5 separate regions of the Mus musculus genome follow, and all the other regions are linked to region 4. The links are chromatin contacts, called in public HiChIP or PLAC-seq and promoter capture Hi-C maps. All regions are on one chromosome and are shown on one strand. Each heading gives the region's core, a stretch centred on a gene start, on an enhancer-like site or on the middle of the called end of the contact. The rest is flanking DNA. Distances are from core to core; before and after follow the strand shown.

Evidence for each region. Promoter capture Hi-C pulls out the DNA fragments that hold promoters and counts their contacts. HiChIP or PLAC-seq counts read pairs in DNA pulled down with a chosen protein or histone mark.
Region 1: an H3K4me3 HiChIP or PLAC-seq map of embryonic limb bud shows a contact between it and region 4, with 5 times the contacts expected there. The contact joins the promoter of Prrc2b here to the promoter of Ass1 in region 4. A contact is called at or near these places in 2 of 39 promoter capture datasets (hippocampal neurons and pre-B cells) and 1 of 115 datasets of contacts at active chromatin or transcription factors (embryonic limb bud).
Region 2: a contact with region 4 is called in a promoter capture Hi-C map of hippocampal neurons, with 2.6 times the contacts expected there. The contact joins the promoter of Uck1 here to the promoter of Ass1 in region 4. A contact is called at or near these places in 1 of 39 promoter capture datasets (hippocampal neurons) and 1 of 115 datasets of contacts at active chromatin or transcription factors (microglia).
Region 3: a contact with region 4 is called in an H3K4me3 HiChIP or PLAC-seq map of embryonic midbrain, with 5 times the contacts expected there. The contact joins the enhancer-like site here to the promoter of Ass1 in region 4. A contact is called at or near these places in 2 of 39 promoter capture datasets (cranial neural crest and pre-B cells) and 2 of 115 datasets of contacts at active chromatin or transcription factors (embryonic midbrain and memory CD8 T cells).
Region 5: a promoter capture Hi-C map of stem cell-derived epiblast-like cells shows a contact between it and region 4, with 4 times the contacts expected there. The contact joins the promoter of Ciz1 here to the promoter of Ass1 in region 4. A contact is called at or near these places in 2 of 39 promoter capture datasets (pre-B cells and stem cell-derived epiblast-like cells).

The regions. Positions count from the first base shown.
Region 1 is chr2:32,149,736-32,155,097 of GRCm38.p6, reverse strand. Prrc2b (proline-rich coiled-coil 2B) reads right to left here and starts at 3,950. Exons shown (of 32, transcript NM_001159634.1): 1 at 3,807-3,950.
Region 2 is chr2:32,257,616-32,262,477 of GRCm38.p6, reverse strand. It overlaps Uck1 (uridine-cytidine kinase 1), which reads left to right and starts at 2,373. Exons shown (of 7, transcript NM_011675.2): 1 at 2,373-2,569; 2 at 2,739-2,898; 3 at 3,811-3,907; 4 at 4,059-4,201; 5 at 4,294-4,388. The coding sequence starts at 2,444.
Region 3 is chr2:32,054,152-32,058,961 of GRCm38.p6, reverse strand. It overlaps a transcript of Fam78a not described here. Among named protein-coding and RNA genes, the nearest start is that of Mir7674, 5.6 kb to the right of the region's middle. Within about 2 kb of position 3,316, at least 14 of the 459 cell types and tissues checked have an H3K27ac peak or open chromatin away from gene starts, as enhancers often do.
Region 4 is chr2:31,467,393-31,472,323 of GRCm38.p6, reverse strand. It overlaps Ass1 (argininosuccinate synthetase 1), which reads right to left and starts at 2,054. Exons shown (of 16, transcript NM_007494.3): 1 at 1,985-2,054.
Region 5 is chr2:32,359,867-32,365,264 of GRCm38.p6, reverse strand. It overlaps Ciz1 (CDKN1A interacting zinc finger protein 1), which reads right to left and starts at 2,067. Exons shown (of 17, transcript NM_028412.2): 1 at 1,967-2,067; 2 at 1,286-1,460; 3 at 931-1,046. The coding sequence starts at 1,455.

The DNA.
Region 1 (5,362 bases), core at 2,701-5,200, 680 kb before region 4:
CAAGATTAAATAAATCAGCAGGTACACAAAACACAACATTCACAGGAAAAACCAAGTTGTCAGCTGTGCACAGTGCACGTATGTAGAGTGTTCCAGTTGCGAAGACGCCAGGACACTCACAGCAGTTCTCTCCAGTTAGCGGGTGGGGTAGGTGAATTGTATCTGTATTTTCTTAAATCCTTGTCAATGTTTTCTAATGTTTTTTTCTTCAGGAATCACGTTTACTAGGGGCTGGGAAACGTTATTTTAAAGGCCCTTGCATAATGGCAGGGAAATCCCTGAGCACCCGAGGATTGGCTTCTCCCAGAGCCAAAGAGGAAGAAGCCAATAGTCAGAGAGGAGGGAGAAAGGGGGGGGGGGGGCACAAAGGCAAACATGCCAGACAATAGCCCCTGGAGGTGGACTTCACCCTGCACAGCCACCTCCTACCGCCATGAGAAGCCCCACACACCAGCATCTCTACAGAATCCATGAAGTTCTGGAAAGATTATAACAGATGGGGGAAAAGTACAATGGAAAACAAAGCAAAGCAAGCAAGCCACCAAGGCAAACACCCCCCTGGAGCACAGATTTCCCACAGGCCCGCCTATGTAAACAGCAGTGTCACCTGTGGTGAGGCCCAGGCCTGCCAGCTCCCAAGTGAGGATGCCAAAGGGCCCCTGTGAAACCTAAAGGCTCATGGTAAACAATGTCCCCGCTCCAGGAGGCTAACCACCTATCTCTCCCCACGGCTTCCAGCACCACTAGCCCTGTGAGGCCCCATCCCAACGTTCCCAAGTCTACCCAAACCCAAGTAGTAGTAATAATAATAATGACTGAAGGCTGAGGGTTGGCTTAGTAGTAAGGGTGACTGTGGCCAAACCTGACAACCTGAGTTTGATCCTGAGGAACCGCGGGATAGAAAGCTAGCGCCAACTCCCACAGGTTGCCCTGGGACCACCACTGGAGGACCATGGTACACAAGCAGAGACACACTCAATAAATATAATCGACTATAATTCAAAAGAAGTCTTAAACTTACTTAGCCCTGCCTTTGTATACAATACTCAAAAGCAAACAAAACAAGGCTCGCAGCACAGAGTCCAACGGGTGTCTGCTGGAAATATTCTTTCTTTTCTTCTTTCTTTTTTAAGAGGAAAAAAAAAACTGTACTGTTTTAAGACCTGTTCCGGCCAGGCCCTATTAATACCTGCTGGCCTGTAACTTGATCTGAACATTTGACAGCAGAGGAGCCTCATTATGGAAGTTAGAAATGCATGCACTGGACCTCCCAGCCTTTTCTGGTTTGAAATAGAAACTAACCCTGAAATGATCAATCTTAAACGCTGGAACAAAGGGAGATGGAACCAACCCACAGCCATTAGCTGGGAGCTGGTACTCTGTGTGAGGCAAAGGGGGGGGGGGGCTTTAAAAGACAATAAAATGATCTTTCTGAGAAAAAGAAACCGGGCGGGTGGGTGGGAGAGAGTCGAAATTCAAACAGGATGGAGGGTAGCGGAGTAAAGCCAAGGCTCAGGAACCAGTTCCGACCGGCCATTCCAGAAACTCCACTCTCCTAAGGCTTTTGACTCTCAAGTGCCCAGGGATTTCCCCTCCCTCACCCTCTCCTTCCCACGGAAGAGTGGGGAGGACCAGAGCAGGCCCCACATGAGCAGCGAGCTCCGCCAGGAATTACAATCCTGGGGGCAGGGACAGTAGACTTCAACCTTCCCTAATCCACCAGCCACAGGCAGACCAGGACCAGACTGGCAAGGGAGGTCAGACAGCAAGGATGAGCCAAATGGCAAGTGTAGAAAAGGCCCTGGAGGGGACATGGAAGCGCCTTAAACTCAGCAAATGATTAAGGCAAATGAAGCAACACCACACACACACACACACACACACACACCTCTCCCTCCCAGACTGCAAGTCACTGTCTATCCAACTGGAAACCAGCAAGTTAACCAGGGCTCTCCAAGAGCCAAGGCCTACGTCACCACACAGAGTGAGACCAATATCTGTCTCCCCATTCATTATCTGAAACCCTTCCATGGTCTCCCACTAGCAGCGGAATCTAGCTGAGCTCCCCTGGACCTTTAAGCCAGCCCTGAAACAATTTGCTGGTCACAGCATTTGCAGGGGGTCCCCAATTCCACAAGCCACAACACGAGGAAAAGTCAGGATTTAAAAGGAACTAACAAAACCAAGGAACCTGCGAGAATGTCCATGTCTACCACCTTCCCAGGACAGAAACGCTCTGCTGTGAACCTTACCGGAGGCTCCCACGAGATACAGCAGGAGTCTTATTATTCCCATTTTATAGATGCAAGAGCTGGGGCTCAGAGACTTGGGTAAAGTCACTCAAGAGGACCTGAACATGGCTCCAAGAGGGACACTTGCCTGAACAAGCTGAAGGCTCCCCGAACAATTATTTGCCCATCCCCAAGGAGGGCAGTTCTCTTCCAAAGTCAAGACTCCCGAGTTCCTGTCTCTTCTCCTATCCATCCTATACAATTCCAGCCCACTGAAAGCCAGACAACCCCCTGCTCTGACGGGGGCTACTAACGCAGTCCGTGCCTCCTCCCCACTGAGGCCCAGCACTAACCAAAGTACCTACGGATGTGGGTATTTTGTTGGGTTTTCACCATGTAGCCCAGGCTGACCTGGAACTTCCAGCAGTCCTACATCACCCAATGTTTTGAATCCCTTCTCCAACGCTGCCACTTCAAACCAGCACCTGTGGCATGCCCCAGCATGGATGACACCACAAGTGGCCAGCCTTCTGTCCTAGGTTGACAGCACAGAGTAACTACAGAGCACCGACGGCTTGCCAAGTCATGCCTCTCTGCCTGTGAAGGCTGAGTAGTCCCTCGGTGGCAGCAAGCATCCCACTCCACAGCCTGTACCCCTCAGGTCCCAGCTTGCACCACGACGGTGCAGACATTACGATACAAAGCAAGCCCCTGCGGTTGTACTGCTGAGAAAGGGCGCTGAGGCTTCAGACAGACGGACAGAAAACCCAAGTGAGATATACAACGCAAACAGACAACACACCGAAATACACGCTAACCTTTCCAGGAAAGAAAAAACGTAGGTGAAATTTAACTACCCTGCAAAAGACAGCTTTATAAAGGTTTCTCCCAGGCAGCCATTTAGCAAATGACACACTCCGGAGAGCATCGGCGCCCCCCTTCTCCCACTTCCTTCAAGCTCACCATTGCCTGGGGAAGGGGGGCGACACCTATTCTTGCCTAACAGTGGGCTTCATCCCCCCACGATATTTACAAAGAAGAAAGGAAAGCAGCAGCGTCCACTTTTATGCAGGCAGATCCTCTCCAGAGAGGCCCACCATCTATCTCAATAGGTCTGCATTTCTCTCTTAAAAGGTAGACGAAGAAAAAGAAACAAACAAAAAAATCAATCTGGCAGGCCCCGAGCAGCGACATCCTGTTTATCATTAAACATTTTTAGCAGCGGCTCCGGGTGCCGTGAAAACACCACCCCGCTTCCCTCAGCCGAACCCACCCGAGCCGGGGCGGCGCTCGGCCTGCGGTTCCGGGCGGCCTCGGGGTCCCGCGTCCCCCACCCCGGCCGACAAGGCCGCCGTCCCCGGGCGCAGGAGAGCCCTCGGGCTCGATCCCGACCCCGAGCCTTGCCCAGCCCCGCTCGGCCCGCCGTCCTCCCGCCCTGGCCGCGAAGACACAACAATGGCGAGCTGGGGAGCGCCGAGCAGGCCGCCCAGGCCGCAGCCCCGCGCCCGCCGCAGCGCACCGCCGCGGAGACAAAGCGCAACCCCGGCCTCTGCCCTGGCCCCGGCCCCGGCCCACCTGGTCTGCGTCCGCGCGCGACGGGCCCGGGCGATGGCGGTCGGGCGGCGGCCGGGCGCGGGGGCGGCGGATGGCGGCGGATTGCGCGGCGGCGGCGCGGGGCTCGGCGCTCTGCGCTCCTGCCTCTGCCTCCTCCTCCTCCTCCCGCTCCTCGGCGCTCGCTGGAGCCTCGGCGCTGTGGCTCGCCGCCGCCTCCCGCCCGCGCTCGGCTCCCCGCCCCCCGCCGCCGCCGCCTCCGCCTCCGCGCCGCCCCCGCCCGCCGCCCGCACGGTGGCCCGCGCAGCGCCCCCTGCTGCGTCGCCCCTGTCCCGGGAGGGAGGGCGGGGGAGAGGAGGAGGGAGAGCGCGGGGAGCGAGCTGGGCCGCGGTGCAGAGGGGCTGCGGAAGAGAGGGACCTAGATGGAGAGGAGGCTCGGCTGGAGAGGGGACGCGGTGGAGAGGGACCTTGATGGACAAGGGGCTTACGTGGAGAGGAGGCCGAGGTGGAGAAGGGGCCCAAATGGAAAGACCTTGATGAAGAAGGGGCCTAGGTGGAGAGGGACCTTGATGGAGAAGGGGCCTAGGTGGAGAGAGACCTTGATGGAGAAGAGGCCTTGGTGGAGAGGGACCTTGATGGAGAAGAGGCCTTGGTGGAGAGGGACTTTGATGGAGAAGGGGCCTAGGTGGAAAGGAACCAGGAGAAGGAGGAAGCCCTGGTGCAAAGAGGCTGCAATGGAGAGGACGGCTCAAATGGAGAAAAAGTAAAGGAACTGGGGGGAGAGGGGGATCCCAGTAGCAAGATACATGGATGGAGATGGGGTCCCAAATCAGAGGGGTCTTCATGGAGAGAGGCTCCTGGTGAAGAGGAATCTCAACGGAGAGTGGATCTGGTTGAAGACCACCCCCACCCATGGAGAAGGCCTCCTCCATGGGTGGGGGAGGGGCTCTTGAAAGAAGCAGACATAGACTGGGAGGGGACCCCAGGGAGAGCTCTGGGGTGAGAATGCAAAAGGGTGGGGAGAATGGGGAGGACTCAGCACCCTAAAAGGCAGGGGATGCAGACCTGAGAGGGAGGGGGGCTCAGAAGAGGGACTGAACTTGGATCCTGCTCCCACCACCCCCAGAGCTCTAGAGCCTCTTGACAGACAAACCTGACAGCCTGACAGTCCTGACCTGTTAGAATGTGTGGAGGGAGAGGGGGATCCCAGTGGCAAGATACATGCAGGAAACACGCAGAAGTGGTACGGCAGAAGTGGTACGGCAGAAGTGGTACGGCAGAAGTGGTTCGTTGCACCATTCCACAGCAAGGTCTCCCTTCCATAACAAGTGCACCGTATAGACACTTCACCTTTTTTTGTTGTTGTTTTATTTTGTTTTGTTTTTCAAGACAGGGTTTCTCTGTGTATCCCTGGCTGTCCTGGAACTCACTCTGTAGACCAGGCTGCCCTCAAACTCAGAAATCTGCCTGCCTCTGTCTCCCAAGTGCTGGAATTAAAGGCTTGCACCACCACTGCCCGGCCACTTCACCCTTTTTAAAACATGACATAAACCACCCCACTTGGGTGTGTATTCGTGTGA
Region 2 (4,862 bases), core at 1,124-3,623, 790 kb before region 4:
TTTGTTGTTGTTGTTTGCTTTGTTTTGTTCTGTTTTGTTTTGTTTTTGAGATAGGGTTTCCTTATACATCTAGTTGGATTCAAACTCGGAGTCCTGCCCCAGCCTCCCAAGTACAGGAATTACAGGTATGCACCACCATTACAGTTATGATGGTCAGCCTTCATTATCAACTGGAGTACATTTAGGATCCATGGAAACACCTGTAGATGTCTACAGTGGTTTGAAAATGATTGGTCTAGGGAGAGGCACTACTAGGAAGTATGGTCTTGTTGGAGGAAGTGTGTCATTATGGGGGTAGGCTTTGAGACCCTCCTCCTAACCCCATAGCAGCCAGTCTACTACTGGCTTCCTTTGGTTGAAGGTGTAGAACTCTCAGCTCCTCCTGCAATATTCCTGCTTGATGCTGCTATGCTCCTGCCTTGATGATAATGTACTGAACCTCTGAACCTGTAAGCCTGGTTAAATGTTGTCCTTATAAGAGTTGCCATGAGCCAGATGTGGTGGTGCACGCCTTTAATCCCAGCACTCAGGAGGCAGAGGCAGGCGGATTTCTGAGTTCGAAGCCAGCCTGGTCTACAAAGTGAGTTCCAGGACAGCCAGGGCTATACAGAGAAACCCTGTCTCGAAATAAAATAAAATAAAATAAAATAAAATAGAAGAGTTTTCATGGTGTTTTTTTACAGCAGTAAAACCCAAAGACAATGTCTCTATGAAGGTGTTTCTGGTAAAGTTTAACCAAGACAAAAAGAAGGCCAGCCCTGGATGGCCCACCATCTAACGGGCTGAGATCCTGGACTGAATCCCGAGGGAAAGCTGAGTTCTAACATCCATGCCTAGAGAGGCTCGAGGGACAGCTAGGTGGCATCTGGGTGGCATGGCTGTTCCTTGCAGTCCTGAGTCTCATGTTCATCGCCTGACTCTCACAAGCCTGTCTGAAGCTGTTCCTTCAAAACGAGCAATCCTTTTCTCTCAGTCTTTCCTTCCAGGCTCCCACTCTGGCCCAGGCCATCTAGAGACTTATGATAGAAAAGTCTGGTACAAATTAAAACAGGCCTGGATGAGGCTGGGTCTTTCAGGAGCTCTGGCCACTCCATGGTTGTCTTAAGGCCTCAACCAAGTGCTTCAAGTCTGTGCTGACATAAAAGCAGTTGGGCTGGTGGACTGGCAGCACCTCTGCTCGAGGCAGGCAGCAAGACTGGAGAGTCCAGCAGCGTCCAGGTAAGTGCTCCACCCCATTTCTCAACCCCCTAAGTATTCATAGCAAATGAACGTCAGGAGCAATCAATGCTCACAGGAAGAATTGAAGACCAGGCATGATGGCGCACGCCTTTATTCTTAGTACTCAGGAGGCAGAAGCAGGAGGTCTCTCACTGTGAGTTCAGAGCCATTCGTATCTCCTTTGCAAGTTCTAGGCCAGCTTGGGCTACGCAATGAGACATTTGTCATAAAGAAAGCAAAACAACAACAACAACAACAACAGAATTTAAAAGCCAGGTTGTTGGAGTTGGAGTGAGAGTTGGAGTGACTGCTCTTCCAGAAGCCTAGTTTCAATTCCCAGTACCTACTGGTAGCTTTTAACTGTTAGAAAGTTCACTACCAGAGGGAACCGACTCCCTCTTCTGGTCGCTGTGGGAACTCCAAGCATGTGGTACAAAAACACGGGCACGTAAAACAGCCATACATATAAAGTAAAGTGGAAAAAAAAAAAAGTGTACTGCTCTTGCATAGGACCAGAGTTCAGTTCCCAGCATTTAAAATGGGCAGCTCACAACTGCCTGTAACTACAGCCTTATGGGGATCTGACACTCCCCAGGCACTTCAGTCATGTGCACAGACCCATAACACACACACAAGCACATATAAATAAAATTATTATAAATATTTCCTTTTTTTAAAAAGCCAGGCATGGTGGTACATGCTTGTTACTCCCACCCTCAGAAGGCTGAGGCAGGAGAATGTTTGGGGCCAGCCTGGGCTTCAGAGTACCAGACAGCAAGGGCTATGCGGTAAGAATCTGTCTAAAAATCAAGAGATTTTAACAGATTCATAGATACTTAAATAATGCGCCAGGGAGAGGGAGGTCTTCCTAAGTGTCTCAGGATGACACGTTCTCACGTGGCAGGAGGCACTGATGGGGTTAAGCATAAGGCAGGGACGGTCCTAACCCTGTGGGTGACAGGATCTCGGCTGTGCTAGGGAAATAGGGGTCAGTGGGCTGGAGACCTTGGTCTAGTCCAGCACTTGAGTGTGCGTCTCGTCGGGAGGTGGAGCCCCATCCAGGCCCCGCCTCCAGGTAAAGGGGTCATTCTGGAGTCACTGAGGCTCTTCAGGGACACGGCCTTGAGTGCCGCGCCTCATGCGCGCATGCGCTCATGTCCCCGGAAGCGATGCGCACAGCATCCGTCACTACGTCCAGGCGGGAGCGGGCAGAGTCGGTGAATGTATGTCCGTCGCTCCGGATATGGCTTCGGCGGGAGGCGGCGGCTCGGAGAGCGCCGCGCCCGAGGCCGATCGTCCCCAGCCGCGGCCGTTCCTCATCGGCGTGAGCGGCGGCACCGCTAGTGGCAAGGTGAGCGCCCTGCGCCTGGGCCTCGCGGAGGGATTGCCAGGCCGCTGGTTGGGGCGCCATTGCCTCTGGCCCAACCGCGGCACCTGTTGCTAGCAGCTAAGGGGGTCGTCCCCAGGGGCTGGCGGGTCACTCAGTGCACAAGCTCACTTTTGGCACCTTCTGTCCCCAGTCAACAGTGTGTGAGAAGATCATGGAGCTGCTGGGACAGAACGAAGTGGACCGCCGGCAGCGCAAGTTGGTCATCCTGAGCCAGGACTGCTTCTACAAGGTTCTGACGGCCGAGCAGAAGGCCAAGGCTTTGAAGGGACAGTACAATTTTGACCACCCAGGTACCTGGAGAATGTCTGCCTGGAGAGCTGGGGGTAGAGGATAAACTGCTGTGAGATATGGGCTCTACAGAGATTGCAGACTGCCAGACAGATACAGAGATGTGTATGGATGCAGACTGCTGGACCAGGGCTGTAGGAGATGTTTGTTGGATGCAGACTGCCACCGAGGCTGTCCAGGGATGTGTACATAGGATGCAAAGTGCCAGACTGAGGCTGTCCAGAGAGAACTGCTGGACACCAACTGCCAAGGGGGGCGGGGATTGAATGCAGCAGCAATGGGGCTCCGTGAAACATTACCCTCATTTCCCTTGGTAGTGGGCCCACAGAAAGGTAGGGTTTGCTGAATTCCATGAGCCTGGAGTGACTCAAGATTTTTGCTAGAGCCACTTAGGAAGGAGGAGCCAGGAGATGTTGAGGATCGCTTCTTGATGTGTTGAAATCTCTGCCTGGCACCTTGTTGCTGAGGAGCCCTTTGTACACCCTACCTACCGCCTGCCTGACCTTTGGATTCCCCAAGCTGTCTCGGGGCAGTCAGTCTTCAGGGAGGCCAGTTGTAGAAACAGAGGTTAATCTGGGGCTCAGGCCTTGGAGCTTCCTGGCCTGGTAGGGGCCTGTGTTCCTGAAGGTTTAAGCTTTCCTAGGGACTCCTGAAGGTCAGAGAATAGGACTCTTAACTTTGTTTTGCCAGATACAGAGGAGCAGAGGCTCAAATGATCTCTTTCCCCCAGTGTCAGCCAATCAGAAAGTCTTTGTTCCAGTTTCTGGTGGGACAACCTTACCCTTCATCCTGGGGTGTGCTGTGGGGTCCTCAGCACCCCTGGCTCCCAGCTGCGCTGCCCTTGGGCAGAGGTGGTCCTCCTCCTCTGCTGCACCAGAGCAAATGGGCAGTTTGGGCTTCTCCTGTTTTTGTAGATGCTTTTGATAATGATCTGATGCACAAGACCCTGAAAAACATTGTTGAAGGCAAAACTGTCGAGGTCCCTACCTATGATTTTGTGACCCACTCAAGGTAAGCAGGTGGTTCCTGGGAGGGCTGTCACACCCAGTCCCGTGGTGGGTCCCATCGCAGTCTGTTTCCATGGACTGTCCTCTACTCAGGCCCCTTGTTACTAATGTGAGCGGGCCATCAAGCAGGGCCTAGCCTGGTCTCTCCCTGGCAGGTTACCAGAGACCACTGTGGTCTACCCAGCTGATGTGGTTCTGTTCGAGGGCATCTTGGTATTCTACACCCAGGAGATCCGGGACATGTTCCACCTGCGCCTCTTTGTGGACACAGACTCTGATGTTAGGCTGTCTCGAAGAGGTAAGGGCCTCTGGGTCCCTGGCTGGGGTTGGGGTTTTCCAGGAGTCCCAAGGAGGATGGCATATGATGGTGCCTTGTTCCTGTTGCTGCAGTTCTCCGGGATGTGCAACGAGGAAGGGACCTGGAGCAGATCCTGACTCAGTACACCGCCTTTGTGAAACCAGCCTTTGAGGAGTTCTGCCTGCCGGTATTGCCTTTATGCATTCAAACTCAAAATTGGGGGTCAGCTCTGTCCACCTGGGAGCTGTCTGCACTGTTTGCCAGTGTGTCTCAGGCTAGACCCTGGGGTGACTGCATGGCTCTCAGCTCTGTCCGCCTGGGAGCTATCTGCACTGTTGGCCTATGTGTCTCAGGCTAGACCCCGGTGTGCCCGTATGAGCTGTTCTCTTCCAAGTCTGGCCTGTGTGTCTTGCTCACTCCCCTGTGAACTAGGAAAACGGGACCCAAATCCCTGTGCTGCCGCTGAAAGAGCTGCCTTCCGGGTGCTGGGACTAAAGTGCACACCATTGCCAGGCAGTGGTGGCGCACACGTCTAACCCCAGCACTCAGGAGGCAGAGGCAGGTGGATCTCCGAGTTCTAGGTCAGCCTGGTCTACAGAGTGAGTTCCAGGACAGCCAGGGCTGTTAAATAGAGAAACCCGTCTTGAACTGCCCCCACGCA
Region 3 (4,810 bases), core at 2,067-4,566, 590 kb before region 4:
ATTCCCCCTACCCACCCCCTGAAAAGAAGCCCCATGACAAAGGGAGTCTGTCGTTTTGCATTGAGCTCAGGGCTGTCTGGTTAACGTCAGACTTTGATCTTAGCAGCAGGGCAACATCCAGTCTGGTCTTCAGAGCAAGTTCCAGGACAGCCAGGGCTACACAAGAGAAACCCTGTCTCAAAACAAAGTCATCCAAGAACCCGAAAGGTTGAGGGGCTGGAGGTCAAAGGCCAGACACAGTAAGAGACTTTGTCTCCAAAAATTGAAAGAAATTTTTTTTTTTTTTTTTTTTTTTTTTGGTTTTAAAGAACCAAATAACCAGCACTTAGAGGGGGAAAGAAAGGAAGAGAAGTTTGGTAATTATGGCACTGGCCTAAGAACGAGGTGGTACATCTCAGGAGTCATCAACCTCACAGTGTAACACCGCAGGGACTCCCCACTTTCCAGGGAGCACCTGCTGTGCTTGAGCATTCGGGGGCTTGTGAGGGACCAGTGTGGGGCTGCGGTGCGGGGCTGCGGTGCGGGGCTGCGTGGAGCTGCAGGGCCTGTGTCTTCAGATCTGGAGGCTCACCCGGAGCATGCTGCCCTGTGGGATCTTGGTCCACAGAGGAGTGGGTCTGCTTATGATGCCCCAACACCACTTGGCTTGAATGCCTCAGAGTAGTTAATTCTGTTTTCAGAGTGGCCCAGTGTGAGAAGAAGACCTTTGAAGACCTCAGTGAGTGGTCAATGTGTTGCGAAGGACCTAAACCCCCGTGGGAAGGGAACCAGAGTTCCCATATTTCAGGGATTTAGTTTGATAAGTAGAGACCCTGGCTCCCAGCAGCCAGCCCTGGGGTCTGAGGGAGCACGCACTAGCTGCACTGTGGAGCCTCCTTTCTGAGGTCCCTGCAACATAACTATAGCAGTACCATCTCCCTGTCCTGAGGAAGGATGGACAATGGGGCAATCAAGAGCTCAAGATGTGACTTGCTGGTGACAGCCATGTTGCTCCATCGGCTCAAGAAGCCCCTCACAGCAGCGGCAGCAGTGGCTAAAGGCTTCAAACCAGCCTGGCCTGCTCCTCTCTTCTCTGCAGCCCTGGCTAGCTGCAGTTGCAGTGAGGATGAAGGATCCCGTCCTAGGGGGCTAGCCTTGAATCCTCCTAGACTAGGAAGATCCAAGTGCAGATAAGGAGGAAGGCATCTTTTAGCCCAAGGCATGTCCCTCCTTCTGGGACAGTCAACCTCATTTCTGAGATCTGGTCAGCTCTGGGATGAGGAGGAGGCTGTCAGCTGTGTGTTCATGGTGGGGAGGGTAGGAGTGGTTTGTTCTATCCTGGGCATCTCTAGGGAAGAAACAGAGACAAGTGGCAGGTGAAGTGGTTCTAGCTCAGGAAGTCTCATATCACAAAGGGTGCTCCACCCAGAGCTCACGCCTTCCTAAAGGTGGAAACCCGAAAGAGCAGAGTGCTGTTGGCTGTTTTGGGGTTCCTGGACTACCTTAAGACCATCCCACTCAAACCAGGCACCTACTGAGGCTTTTGAGTTGGTTCTAGCTTTCAGCACTGCCAGGGACTAGGAAAAGATAAATATGCTTCTTATGGGGCTGACCACCATGGGTGGGGCCTCAAGGAGACAGTAGCTGAATAAGTCAAATAGCCAAGGACACAAAGAGGAACGCAGCATGCCTCTTATCCAGCTAGGATACTAGAGAGGACTAGGAAGGTGGCCCAAGGGGCTTTTGGGAGAGGCTTTATGCTCCTACACTGAGACCTTTGGGAGGTGTGGACACCAGGAGAGTTTTGAGGCCCAATGAGACAGAAGGGAAGCAGACAATGCAGCCTTGGAGCCATCAGGGAGTGAGGCAAGCGGGACAAGGAAGGGAGAGAGGTCACAGGGCCTGGAAAGAGGGACATGGTCATCCAAGGTCCCTTCAAACCACAGGGAGAGGCCAGGCTGCATCTGTGATCGAGGTTTTAAGACCAGCTGTGGCAGCAAGATGGAGCAGGACTGAGATGTAGCTAGGCTCCTGCCTTCTAGTTGTCGCCCCTTGCCTAGAGTCTCCGATGCTGCCAATCCTAGACCCCCAAACCACGCTGAGCATCTCCATCCAGGGCGTTGGTATGAACGACTTCTATTTATAAGCGGAAAGGGGATAAAGCAGCAACTGCAGCCTTAACTCGTCTGTGGAATGACCTCTTTTAGTCCAGACACAGCAAGAGAAGGGTGGACCCAACAGCTGAGGCTGTGGGGCTGCTGCCATCAGGGGCTTAGACACAGCAAGTTATGTCCACTTGAGCCGAACAGGTCTGGCTCTGGGACAACGTGGGCTTGACAAGTTTGCCAGGTGGCCTTGTCCGCACAATTCCATTTTAGACATGTTTCTTTCTCTGGGTGCGTTATCTTTGAGGGCCTGGCATGTTCTGCTCCTTGGGCTGTGGAGTCCTGTGCTACCAAAGCCTCTGCAGAGACCATCTGTCACCTTTCAGGTTCACAACATGGCACTGCTCTGGACTGGGTCAAGGGCAGAGGGAAGAGCTGTGGGTTGGGGTTTGTCATACTGGAAAGGTTTTGGTTCCTTTGTTGTTCAGGGGTTGTTCTTGTTTTTGAGACAGGGCTTCCCTGTGTAGCTGGCTGTCCTGGAACTTGCTCTGTAGACCAGGCTGGCCTTGAACTCAGAGAACTGCCTACCTCTGTCTCCTGAGTGCTGGGATTAAAGGCATGCCCACTACCACCTTGCTAAGATGCTGTTTTGTAATGCTTTAAGGTCATGGTGCAGTCAGTGTGACTGTGGTCCTATTGGCTTTTGTGTCCCCCATGCCACAGCTTGCTCAGGTGTGCCCTTATGTCTCAGCCTTGGCCTCAGACAGGGAGTTCAAGCCTCCATCCATCCTTATTCAGGGGAAGAACATGACCATCAGGGATGGGCGCTCCCCCGGAGTGTTCAGTGGCTTCTTATCATCTCAAGAGGTTCCTAACCAGCCATCACCAGAGCCAAGACAAGACCTAGAATTAGGCACAGGGTCCACCCGGACTGTCACCCATTCTCTGTACCACAGAGACTTGTCTGCATGCTTTACTCATTAGGGGCTCTGCCTCTTCTGAGGAGCTGGAGCCTTGAGAGCCTCAGTGTGGGCTCCTTTTGGTCCTTTGGGAATTGAAGAGCCAGGCACCGCTTGAGGCCCCTCTGCCCGGAAGCAGGTCTGTCTCTCCATATGCTTGAAACTTTGCCGACCAGGTCTCTCAGACCAAGGGGACTGCAGTTGTGATAGGGAAGCTCACAGGAGGTCTATGTAACTGGGTAACTAGCTCTGTTCTGCCTTGGCATGTCATCCTGTCTACCCCCACCCAGCCAAGGCTTTCATCTGCCCTTGTATTCCCTTACAGGCTCCTTTCTATACATAGAAGGCAGTTCAGCCTAAACCCTTGACCTCAAATTCTCCACACTAATCCTCCATTGAGACAGCATTTGACATCGCTCCATAGGCCGTATCAGCTGTGCTCTGCCAGAAAACACTCCAGCACTTACTGTCGTGCTTAGTGAGGCACAGGAGGAATGTGCTGCTGCTGTCAGCCCCCTCTAGCTCTTTTTTTGGGGTGGATTACATTGATAGGTGGCCAGGTCGAGCCAGCAGCTCAGTGCATGTCCCATTGAAGTTCAGGATGCTGGGCTGGGAGGGAGCTGGGCTTCATGGAGCTTGAGGAGGAGGGAGAAAACGGATTTTTCTAAGCTCTCTCATCATGGTCTGTTTTGCTTTCCCAGATGTAAAATGAAGTTAGTGCTTCAGGTGGTCACAGTGGTAGAGGCCATCGTTTGGTTTCTCAGAGACAGACTCCCATTAAGTCCAGGAGCTCTTTCCCTGTGCACACATGTGCACAGTGGCTGAACCTGTCTCAGGGCTTCCCTGCTGCCTTGCTTTTGCTATTTCGGCAGCCTCCACAGAAGTTTCTGGGTCAGGTCTCCGGCACCGCAGGGAGGGTGTGGACCATGGAGACCAACTAACTCAGCACTGAGCCTCAGCAGCTCTGGCTAGAATTCAGCCTCCAGAGTAGTAGTGAGGGGTAGGATGCTGCCCAGCAGGTGGCCGGGCCTGAGCAATGACAGTACCTGAGAGCACTTGCATTGAGCTAGAACTCAGTGGTGGTGACTGTCATTCCCATGTACAGGACTGGATCTTGTGACATTGAGTATGCTTCCACAGATTCTCACTTTAGGGGGAAGTGTGGACTCCTGACCCATGGTCAGCAGTATGCCCCCCCTCCCCCCCATAAGCACACAGGGATTTGGTAAGAGGCGTAGGTCTGTGCTCAGAACTGTTCCAAGTTGAGGCTCTGATGGGGCAGAGCTACTGTGGGCCCTCCAGCCTGCCTTCAGCATGCAGGGCGTCAGGACAGGTGTGGTCGGCCAGCCTGAAAAGCTGGCCAACACTAACTGTGAAAGGAGTGAGTCCCCAAGGCATCCTCACTCCCTTGGCCATGGTTATTGTGGTTGGTGAGTTCCTGTCATTCTAGAATTGTCAATGAGAGATGTGAGTTTAATATTAAGCTTTCTCGGGCTCGTGAGATGGCTCAGTGGGTAAGAGCACCCGACTGCTCTTCCGAAGGTCCCGAGTTCAAATCCCAGCAACCACATGGTGGCTCACAACCATCTGTAACAAGATCTGACGCCCTCTTCTGGAGTGTCTGAAGACAGCTACAGTGTACTTACATATAATAAATAAATAAATAAATCTTTAAAAAAAATATTAAGCTTTCTCTGGGCACCTACTTTATAAGATATATATATAATCTGATCACACAATTGGGTGTGTCACCTCCCCTCACCTCTG
Region 4 (4,931 bases), core at 805-3,304:
ACCTAAACCTCGTGTCAGGATGCCAAAGGTGGGCTTGGGGTAGTGTCCTCTGTTCCTCTTCCTGGTGTAGCTATACAGACTACATGTCCTTCATCTGCCTTTTACCTGTCTCTTTAACTGGGCTAAGGGGTGGGAGGGGGGAAGCTAGCAGAGCACAGCTTTTCAGGGACAGCCAGAGCCCGTGCTCTGATGCTAACAGCTCCAGTAACACTAGAAGAACACACCAGTCCACTCATTAATGCTACCAACTGAGGCTCTGGGTGCCCAGCCATTTTCCAGGTCTAGGGAGGAACCAGCCTCAAAAGAACAGGGAGCCAGGTCCTGGGAAGTGAACTCTGCCCAAAACCTTCAGTGAAAACCGATGCCTCAGACCCAGAGTTCAGCAAGGTATCTCTTCCTGCAGGGCTGCCCGCAAGGAAGGCACTCACTCCAGAAGCAGTGTGTTCACAGCCTGGTGGAGGGATCTGGCTGACCTAGGGGCGTCCAAGGTCAATGAGATGGGCCCTGAGAAAATGCAGCAGGTGGGCCGGGGCGTGGCTCCACCCCAAGGCTCCTGGAGTGTCTGACTTCCTCAGCTCAGAGCAGGCAGGCAGCTGGGGTGAGGGGCACACTTGACCAAGGGTGCTAAGAGCTGTTCTGTCCTACTATGTGCGTGGAGGAGGTGGGTAGTGGACAGAAGTTGCCCTTCATTTATGGACTCCATGGGCACTGGGTAAAGTCAGAATTCCTTGGGCAGCCCTGAGGCCCTTCCAATGCTCCCAGACTTGGCTGGTTTATGGTGGGAGGGGGAGAGGGTAGGGGGAGTTTGAAATGGAGGCTATTCCAGTCTCTGCCCAGCCCAGCTCTTAGGTTTCTCCACTGTCTTCTTCCTTCTGAAAGCCTTGTCTGGGGCGGGGGAGGGGGTGGAGGAGTGGGGGAGTAGGTGGCTGGGGAGGGTTGCGGGGGGGGGGGGGGGACGGGACCCTGTCTTTTCAGGTCTTCATCCCAGACCCAGTGAGCAAGTGGGCAGACCCTGGCCACAGTTCTCAAAACAGCTCACTGAACTTGAACTCTTGGACAGCAAGAGTTCTGAGTCCAGGCACAAGGCTGGCAGCCCTGGAGCTGGGAGGCTGACGTCAGGGGTCACCTGCCAGGTGGAGGAGCCGCAAAGCGAGGGATCAAAGGAAGGGTTTTCCTACTCTACCCCTGGGGAAAGGGCAGGTCTGCTCCTGCCAGCTGCACTTGCAGACAGCCTGACAGACCCACTTCACAGAGGGGAATACTGAGAGCGCGGTTAGTTCTCCTGGAGAAGATTTCCCTCGATTTCTCGGTTAGCCTGCCTTCCAGAGAAGGGCCCAAGCCGTTAACAAGCCAGAAACAGACATTTCCTGCGAAGGGGCTCCTCCCAAAGAGCCAGCCAGCTAGCAGGAAACCTGTCTAGAAGCCCCACCCAGACTGAGCCTGGCATTGCACCCTACGGAGAAGAGAAACCAGTCACAGCCTAGGAAGGACCCGGGACGGGTAGGCAGGGTTCGCGTGTCCACCAGAGCAGGGTACTGTCACACTCAGGAGAAAGGCACACGCCCAAGCCCCTAAGGGCAAAGAGGGGCTGGACCTTTTGCTTACTTTGAGAAACAAGCCTGAACATAGATCGGCGAATCTGATCCAGGGAGAGGGATTCGGAAGCCCCCAACCCTCTGGACTCTCCGGGACTCTACTTGGAGCCTTCGCAGCACACAGAGGATCGTGAAAAACCAGAGGGGGACCTCCATAGTCCTCCTGCTCCGGAGACCTTGGGACCCGTTCTCCTACATGGGTTCCCTAGGCAGGAGGAACGTGTGCGTCACAGCGCCCCGGACATCAGCCTCCTTCCTTCCACTAACTGCGCGGTCACTCGGGGGCTGCCCTGAGCCCACCCCCTGCAGCTGCTCGCTCCCTCTGGGATTCCTTGGTCATGAGACCCTGGATAGAGAGTGGGGACCAAGAAGGGCCCGGAACTTCTTACCAGTGAGCCCAGGCGGCAGTGGCAGACGGCGGAGCAGGGCTGAGAGAGGCGCGCATCCAGGGTTATAAGCACAGGGCCTGGGGGGGGCAGGAACCTGGGACACGTGGGGACGGGCGCGAGAAAGGCCCCGCCCTCGGGCCCGGCCCCCGCTCCGAGCCTCTCAGGGCTCGAGGCCACCTGCGGGTGGGCGTGGCCCCGCGCTCTCTCCCGCTGGCCCCTCCCTCTTCCCTTGGCGCCCGCACCACCTCCCGGGGGCGCACGGGCGTGGGCTCTTGCAATTTAGGTCCCCTGATCCTGACCCGCTGGTGGCGCCTGGGAGGGCGGCAGAGGTTGGAACCCGCGTGACTAGCAAGGCTGATCGCAGCTGTCTTGCAAGAACCCTTGAAAGCGCTGCAAGGCGGGAGTGAAGATGCAAATTGCTTAGGTTCAGAGGCTGTGTAGCCCCACTCGATTTAAAGACTGAAGCATCTGCCCCTCAGAGGCTCTTGCTTTCCCTGATGCTAGCCCACAAGCCAGAGCTAAGGGTTCACAAGAAAATGCAAACGAGTTGGCCAAGGATGGCTGGGGATGCCATTTTAACGTCCTGGCCTGGCACCTGCCCAGATCGCCGTGGGCTCCCAGTAAATGGTGAATCAAAGCCTGGCTGTCTGCTGAGCCATCAGAAGATGGGGAAGGTTGAGGTTCACAGAGGTGAAGCTGCTGGCTTGTAAAGTGAACCCGGGGGTTGTGGCCCACATGAGCCAGAAAGCCGTGCCAGAGGCTTCCCAGCCTGGCCTGAGCCCTGCAACACACAGGACAGCCCCTGCCCCAGTGAACCTCAACACCCAGGATTACGGCAAGATCATATCCCCCAGGCAGGCCTAGATTCCAAGCCTCAGACGGCTCCATGCCCATGTTTTACCCAGCTTTCCTTACTACTGCCTTGCCCTGAGACTCTGGGTGCCCTCTGGGGTCCAGCCAAGCCCCTTACTCGGTCTCCTGATTTTTGTTCAAGGTCAGAAACAGCAGCTGTGGGGGCTTCTAGGAGGGAGAAGGTGCCAGACACATTTACAAACTTTAGCTGCAGGATTCTTTTGTGCTCCTGGCCCTGTCCTCCAAGCTAAACGTAGCCCATGCTGGTTAGAAACTCCAGAGAGCCAGGTGGGGACGGACGTCCAGGGGACAGCCTGAGGCATCTCTCTGCTAAGTGACACTAGAACAGCTGACCTTCGGGCGTCACTGGACCAGCTCTGGACCTTCCTCACAGACAGGAGACTAGTGAGGTCAATGAAAAGAACATGCCAGCAACTTTTGAGCCACTTTGAGGCCATTGGTCCCCATTTGCTGACTCGGCTTCTTAGGGCTGGCCCAGAAGCTTTCCATCTTACCTTTATGAAATATATGCACAGAGAGAGGGTGCATCTTTCCCAAGGCCACACAGCATGCCCAGAGCATAGCAGAATTTGGGCCCCGAAGCCCAAAAGCCTCTGCTCTAACTCAGGTTTGAACTGAACTGGTTCAGGCAGGAATCACGAACAGGGGGAACCTTTACCCCCTACTACAGAAATGACTCCAGCCCAGAGGACTGACACATAGGCAGGGGGATAGAGGGGCCAGTACTGCCAGCAGTTGACTTATGAGCCCCCAGAGGTGGAGGTGAAGTGCAGGGGCCCAGCTGACTCCTGGACCAGCTATGTTCTCTGCATTCCTCCACCTTCACGGTGGACACTGAGTCCCACCCATCCTCACTCTGCAAACTACTTCTGGATTGGGTGGAACATGACCCAAGAGGGTTTGCCCCTGGAAATGAGTCACCATGACCTTTGACTTCACCTTTCCCCCTTCCTACGACAAGGTCAGGGCTCCTTAAGAATCTAGGTTAGCGATTTAAAAAAGCAAAACAGAACAACTTTCCTATATATCCCTGGCTAGCCTAGAAGAGCTATGTAGACCAGGCTGGCCTTGAACTCTTGGCTTCTGAGCAGCCTCACCTCCCCCGCACTCTCCACATCTTTGGTTTACTCAGACCACAGGACTTTTCTTGCTCCAATTTCCATTCTCATTTCCCTGCATAACCAGTTTGTCCCCTGGCCCTTCCTCTATAAGGAGGTCAGAAGCTTCCAGAAAGTACAAACCAGAACAGGTCACACACACCCTTCTTAAAGGTCTTGGATGGGCCAGCAAGATGGCTCAACAGGTGAAGGCCCTTGTTACCAAGGCTAAGGACCAACCCATTTCTTTAAGTTGTCCTTTGACACCCACATGGGCACCAGGGACACATGTGAACCCCTAAGGGACAAATAAAAGAAACGGGGAGTTGGTGACTCATCACTGCCCCTACGACTGCTCTAAAGGACTGTGTTAGTGTGGGTCTGTTTCTTGCGCCTGTGTTCTGTCATGTTATTTATCTCTTACCATGCTGCTTCTACGATGTCTTGATTCTAGTAGCTTTACAGTGAGTCTTGAAATTTAGGAAATGACCGTTTGGCTAACTTGTTCATGTCCTTGGCATTTCCATAAAATAACAGAAACAGCCTGTCAGAGTCTGTAAAAAGTCTCCTGGGGCTGGGCTGGGCTGGGCTGGGCTGGGCTGGGCTGGGCTGGGCTGGGCTGGGCTGGGCTGGGGCTCAGTTGGGAGAGAGCTTACCCAGCATGCACAAAGCTCCCTGCTCCATCACTAGCATCATGTGACTAGCTGGGTGGTTCACTCCTGTAATCCCAACACTTGAGAGGTAGAGGCAGGAGCATCAGGTTCAAGGGCATCCTTGGTTACCTTGTGAGTTTGAGGCCAGCTTCCTGTTCCCTACCTGTTGTGCTTTGCATGTGGTCCTGACAACCAAACCCAAGGCTAAACCCCTCTTCCCTGCAAATCTATATAGATAAATCTACATATCATCTTAGGCGAGCAGACAAGACTGCATTTTCCAGTCCATGAATATGATGGGTTTCTATATCTCTTTGTAACTTC
Region 5 (5,398 bases), core at 818-3,317, 890 kb before region 4:
CACTGCAAAAAAAGAAAAGAAAAGAAAAACAAGACGTGGACTCTTTTTGGTATTAATCATATAACCACACTCAACTCCCAAGCTTCTTCCTAGAAAAAAAAATGGAAAGAACTATAATGACGGGGTGCTGACTTTCTCCCAGAAATGAGGGAATGTCTTCCTACCGCTTGGATTTGTTTGTTTGTTTTCAATGATTTTATGTTTTAGGATTTATCTTAAATTTTCATTCACGTGTTGTATTGGAGCTGCCCTTGGAGGCCAGATAAGGACGGTGGATCCCCTGGAGCTGGAGTCACAGGCATCAGGAGTTGCCCTGTGTGGGTGATGGACCCTAACTCAGGCCCTCTGCAGAGCAGCAAGAACTCCTGCCCTCTGACCCATGACCTCTGACCCATCTCTCCGGCCCCCGTGGGTTTTTACTGTTGCTGTTGTTGTTTTTCTATTTTAATACATTATTTTCACTATGACAAGCATAACTTTTAAAATGGGAAAAGAAAAGGTGGTGTACATATGTGCATATTGTGACCTGCTGTGGGATTTTTTTCTCTCTCGAATCATCCACGCATCTTTTGAAAGTCACCCCGAAAGGCTGTCCACGCTGGGGTCCTGGTAGGGATACCAAGTGATGGCTGTCTAATTAGCTTCTACCTGTGTTGTGACTATGGGCACATGGTCCCTCTTCTGGGCCTCAGGTTGCTATCCTCATTTGTAGAGGGGGGTTACGGGTGTGCCTCCCCTTAGGTTTATCAGCAGAGGCAGGAACGGCCAGCACCGTAGCCCGGTAACCCTGTACTTAGCAGAGTAGCCTGTGGACTTCATCTCCTGGGAGCCTGGTATCTTCATCTATAAGGATGCTGTTAGGGCCGCTGTGAGTGTTGGTAAGAATGAATGGGTTAGGAAGAAGCTGAGGGCCACGGGGAACTGCCATACCTTGCAACTGCTGTAGGAGCAAAGCTCTTTGCAGCATGGGGCCATTGAGCAGGGAGGTCGAGTGGAGGCCCTGGAGACTCAGAAGCTGTTGCGGGGATGACTGCTGGGGGAGGCCCCTGTGTGATGGGAGTAGGGTGTCAGAGGGGTCCTGGGAAAGCCATCTACCCGGAGGTCTCTCACCTCCATTCTCTCCATCTCAATGGCAGATGGAGGATCCCCTCCAAGGTAGAAACTGATGACATTTAATACTCAAACAAGGATGCCCCTGGGGAAAAAATAACTACTGGGAGCCAGGCTCCAAAATGTGGGTCTGAGCCGTCAGACCTCAGACTGCTCCTGGAAGTGGAAAACTCACCGGCTGACAGGAATGGACAAGGAGGCCTGTGGTGGGGACTGTTGCAGCAGCTGTTGGAGCTGCAGTATCTGCTGTTGCTGCTGCTGGAGCTGCTGCTGCTGGAGCTGCTGCTGCAACTGTTGCTGCTGCTGCTGCAACTGTTGCTGCTGCTGGAGTTGCGGGTTGAACATGGTGGCTGAAGGGGGTATGGTGGGTAGGGTCAGATCACCACTTTGGGATGATCCAGCTTCTCTCCCCTCCCAAAACACCCACCCCAGCATAACGCCTGCTAAGCTTCACCGCTACACAGTCCCACCCACGCCAAGAGCACGCTGCATTTATACCCGGGGCTTCGGGGCTTCCAGTTCTTCCGGTCAGCTGCCAGAACAGGATACACACACAGACACGCCTTCAGTTCTTTATCTTCCCTCCCATCTCTTCAACTCTGGCGGTCCAACCTTCTAATCGGAGCACACCTTTCCACTCCCATCTCCTGCCTGTCAGTCACTCTACACTTCCTGGTGCTTCCCGTGCACACTTCCCTGTTTTGGATTCCGCTGTCCTCTCCCTAAATTGTGTCACTTAAATCCATGAACCCTGGATGGGAAACGCTTCCGTCCGCCGCAGCACACCCCCACCCCGCTCCGTTGTCCCTCATCCCTCCACTCCCTTCCCTCGCAGATATAGCCAACGCCACTTAACTAATCCTGTGGCCTCGCCTGTCCACAAAGCCCGTAGGCTCTCTGCAAGTAGCCGCTATCCCTGCGGTCCACCCTTCCCGGGGTGCCCAACCCTCCTCCACTGTCGCTTCCGGGGCGGGCACCACACTGGCTCCCCCTCACCTCCCGGCAATCCACGAAAACCGAAACCGTGAAAGCCACGAGCTGACTCGTAAGGCGGGCTCCGGAGCTCCCGGGCTGCTCGGGACGGTGACCGGACCGGGACACTCCGAAGGCCCAGCGGCTGGCCACTCCCGCGCAGAGCGCCCTCTGGAGGTGCGGAGGCCTCAGCGCGGACGCCGCGGCGGGCGAACAAGCCTCGCGCGCAGGTCACGTCGCGGGGACCGCGACCAATCTGCAATCGCTAGAGCCGCGGTGGCTCCCAGGTGCTATGAGGCGCCGGGCAGCGTAGGCTCCTGTCCCCAGATCCCAGCATCGGGAAGGGGCGATTCTGAGTTCCCACGGCCGTCTGTTTATCTGGCAGGGGCAAAGGGGACCGACAGTCGGTCAGATCCCAACTGACCTCCCCAATGCCACCACTGTCCCCAGATCCCGAGCCCGCGTGGGGCTGGGACAAGAGCAAGCGGGCGCGCGTATGTGTGGTGAATTCAGCTTTAAAAAAATAGTTTTGTTTTTTACATTTTTTTAAAAAAGATTTAGTTTATGTGTATGAGTGTTTTGAACGTATGTGTATCTGTATATCGTGTATATCTTGTACATCCTGGAACTAGAGTTAGAAACATTTGTGAATTGTCTTGTGAGTGCTAGGAATCGAACCCAGCTCCTCTGCAAGAACAAGTGCTCTTAACCACTGAGCTATCTCTCCTCATCCCCGTTTTTTGTTTTTTTGTTTTTGTTTTTTTTTGTTTTTTGTTTTTTTTTGGTTTTTTTTTTTTTTGGTTTTTTTTTTTTTTTTTTTGGTTTTTGGTTTTTTGAGGCAGGGTTTCTCTGTATAGCCCTGGCTGTCCTGGCACTCACTTTGTAGACCAGGCTGGCCTCGAACTCAGAAATCCGTCTGCCTCTGCCTCCCGAGTGCTGGGATTAAAGGCGTGCGCCACCACGCCCGCCTCTCACCCCCGTCTTTTAAATATGTATTCTTATTTCAGGTGTATGAATGTTTTGCCTGCATGTATGTGTGTGTACTTTGTATGTGCCTAGTGCTTGCAGAGGTCTAAAGAGGGCATCTGATCCCCTAGGAAGAAGTTTGTGGATGGTTGTGAGCCACCTGTGGGAGTGCTGGGAGCTGAACCTGGGTCCTTTGGAAGAAGAACAAACGTTAACCACTTAACAAGTTCCCAAGCCTCTGATTTCCTTTTCCGTTTCATTGTGTTGTGTAGCAATGGCTACATATGGAAACTCACTATAGACCAGACTGGCCTCGAATTCACAGAAACCCGCTGGCTTCTGCCACCACGTCTGACACAGTTACTTTCTTTAATGGCTCTTACCTGCCCCTAAAAAGGTCCTGCCACTGCGGACACCCCTTAGCCCCACTGGTCTTGGCAATTCTTTTATCTTGTTCATCCCCCCACTTCGCGCCCAGTGTAGACTGAGAGGACTGGCCGCTCGGCGGCGCTAGGGACCGCAGAGGACAGATCACTACTGCGCAGTCAGGTGACTGCGCTAACCTGAGGCTCGGGACTCGCCCGGGGGTAATGGGCTCAGGAGGCGAGAGTTCTCGCTCCACTGGGACCTCTTTCGCAGTTGTTGGCGTTAATAGCACTAAAGTGGCTCATCCTGGCCAGAGCGAGCTGGGATGGCCGCGGCTGGGGGTCTGCGGCTGGGGTCTGCGTGTTTAGGAAGCTTGAATGGCGTAATCATCCTTGAAGGATAGGCGTATCTAAGTGACAGGAGTAAATTCATCGGTCGGAAAACTTCCGTGAACCCAGCACATGGGGAGGCAGAAGCAGGGGGGTCGCTAGCCAGCAATAATAATAATAAATAATTAGTAATAATAGTTGTTGTTATTTTAAAGTTAAAAAAAACAAAACAAAACACAAACAAACCGCACTCTAGCTTGGCTGGGCATAGTGGCCCCAGCCTATAACCTTAATGCTTGAGAGGCAGAGGCGGACTAGTAAGACACTGCGGCAAATAAATAAATAAATAAATAAATAAATAGATGCTGCGCCCTGGTTGGAGCACACGCGCAGGTAGTGAAGGTGGAGTCAGGATCGCCTTAGCCATCTGGCTTTGCGACCCTGAGGGACTGAAGGAGTCCTCTCCGCCCGTTTCTTGATCTGCAAAATAAGTGTCCCTTCCAGGGTGTGTGTGTGTGAAGATGACATTACATAATGCTTAGCACTGACGCCGGTACACAGTGAGCTTAGCTAGTTGCTAAAGTGAAAACACTAAAAATAATGCTGGTGCTGGCGAAGATGGGAAGCCAGCAGAAGCTGACTGCGCATGCGCATCTTTCAAGGCCCGCAGCTGCTGAGCCCTTGTCAAGGTTCTCAATGCCCTTTGCCCTTTGCCCGACTAACCCCCCTTGCAGGACTGTAGTCCAGGAAAACGGTGAGAAAAGAGACTTTAAAAGCCAGGACATTTGTTCCTGGAAAACTTATTTATAATAGCAGCCTGGAACGCAGTCAACTTCAGAGGGAAAAACTAAATAAGCCACAATGTCTGCCTCTTAAGAAATAGAAAGCACATTGCCACCAGAAATTAGATTTTCAAAGGATATTAAACATTGACAACACAACATGGTGTGAACTTAGAAGGTTCCCAAACTCCATATATATTATATATAGTCTGAGTTTTGTGGGGGGCAGGGAACAGCGTTTTACTGTCTAATTTGCAGTGATTGCTTTGGATCTGGGGAGAGAGACTTTCTCTTTCTTTCTTTCTTTCTTTCTTTCTTTCTTTCTTTCTTTCTTTCTTTCTTTCTTTCTTTCTTTCTAATGTGTGTGGTCTCAGACCTTGAAGATAGCTGAGGTCGAGAAAGGCTCTGGATCTACTGTTTGGAGCTAATTATCTTTGATCAAGTTCTTGCAGGCAGGATTCCTGCCCCTCAAAAGAGATATTTTTGTTTTTTGAAAGAAAAGACCTCCCTCATGGAAACAGAAAATCCCTGTGGAAATCTCTTTTGTTGCCTCTTAATTTTTATTTTTATTACTAACGTGTTTTGTGTGTATTATGAGGGATTTGTGTGCCATAGTGTGTGTGTGTGTGTGTGTGTGTGTGTGTGTGTGTGTGTGTGCCATAGTGTGTGTGTAGGTCAGAGGTCAGAGTTCTCCCCTTCCAGCTTTATGTGGGTTCTGGGGGGGGTCCAACTCAGGTTATCAGGCTTTGAAACAAGTATTCTTACTCAGTGAGGCAGCCCCTGGCCCTTTTGTTGCTATTGTGAAAAGCCTCTTTATCAAAGAATAAATTCTTAGACTCAGTGGATCTATGTCAGTGCCTACTTTGTTCCAGG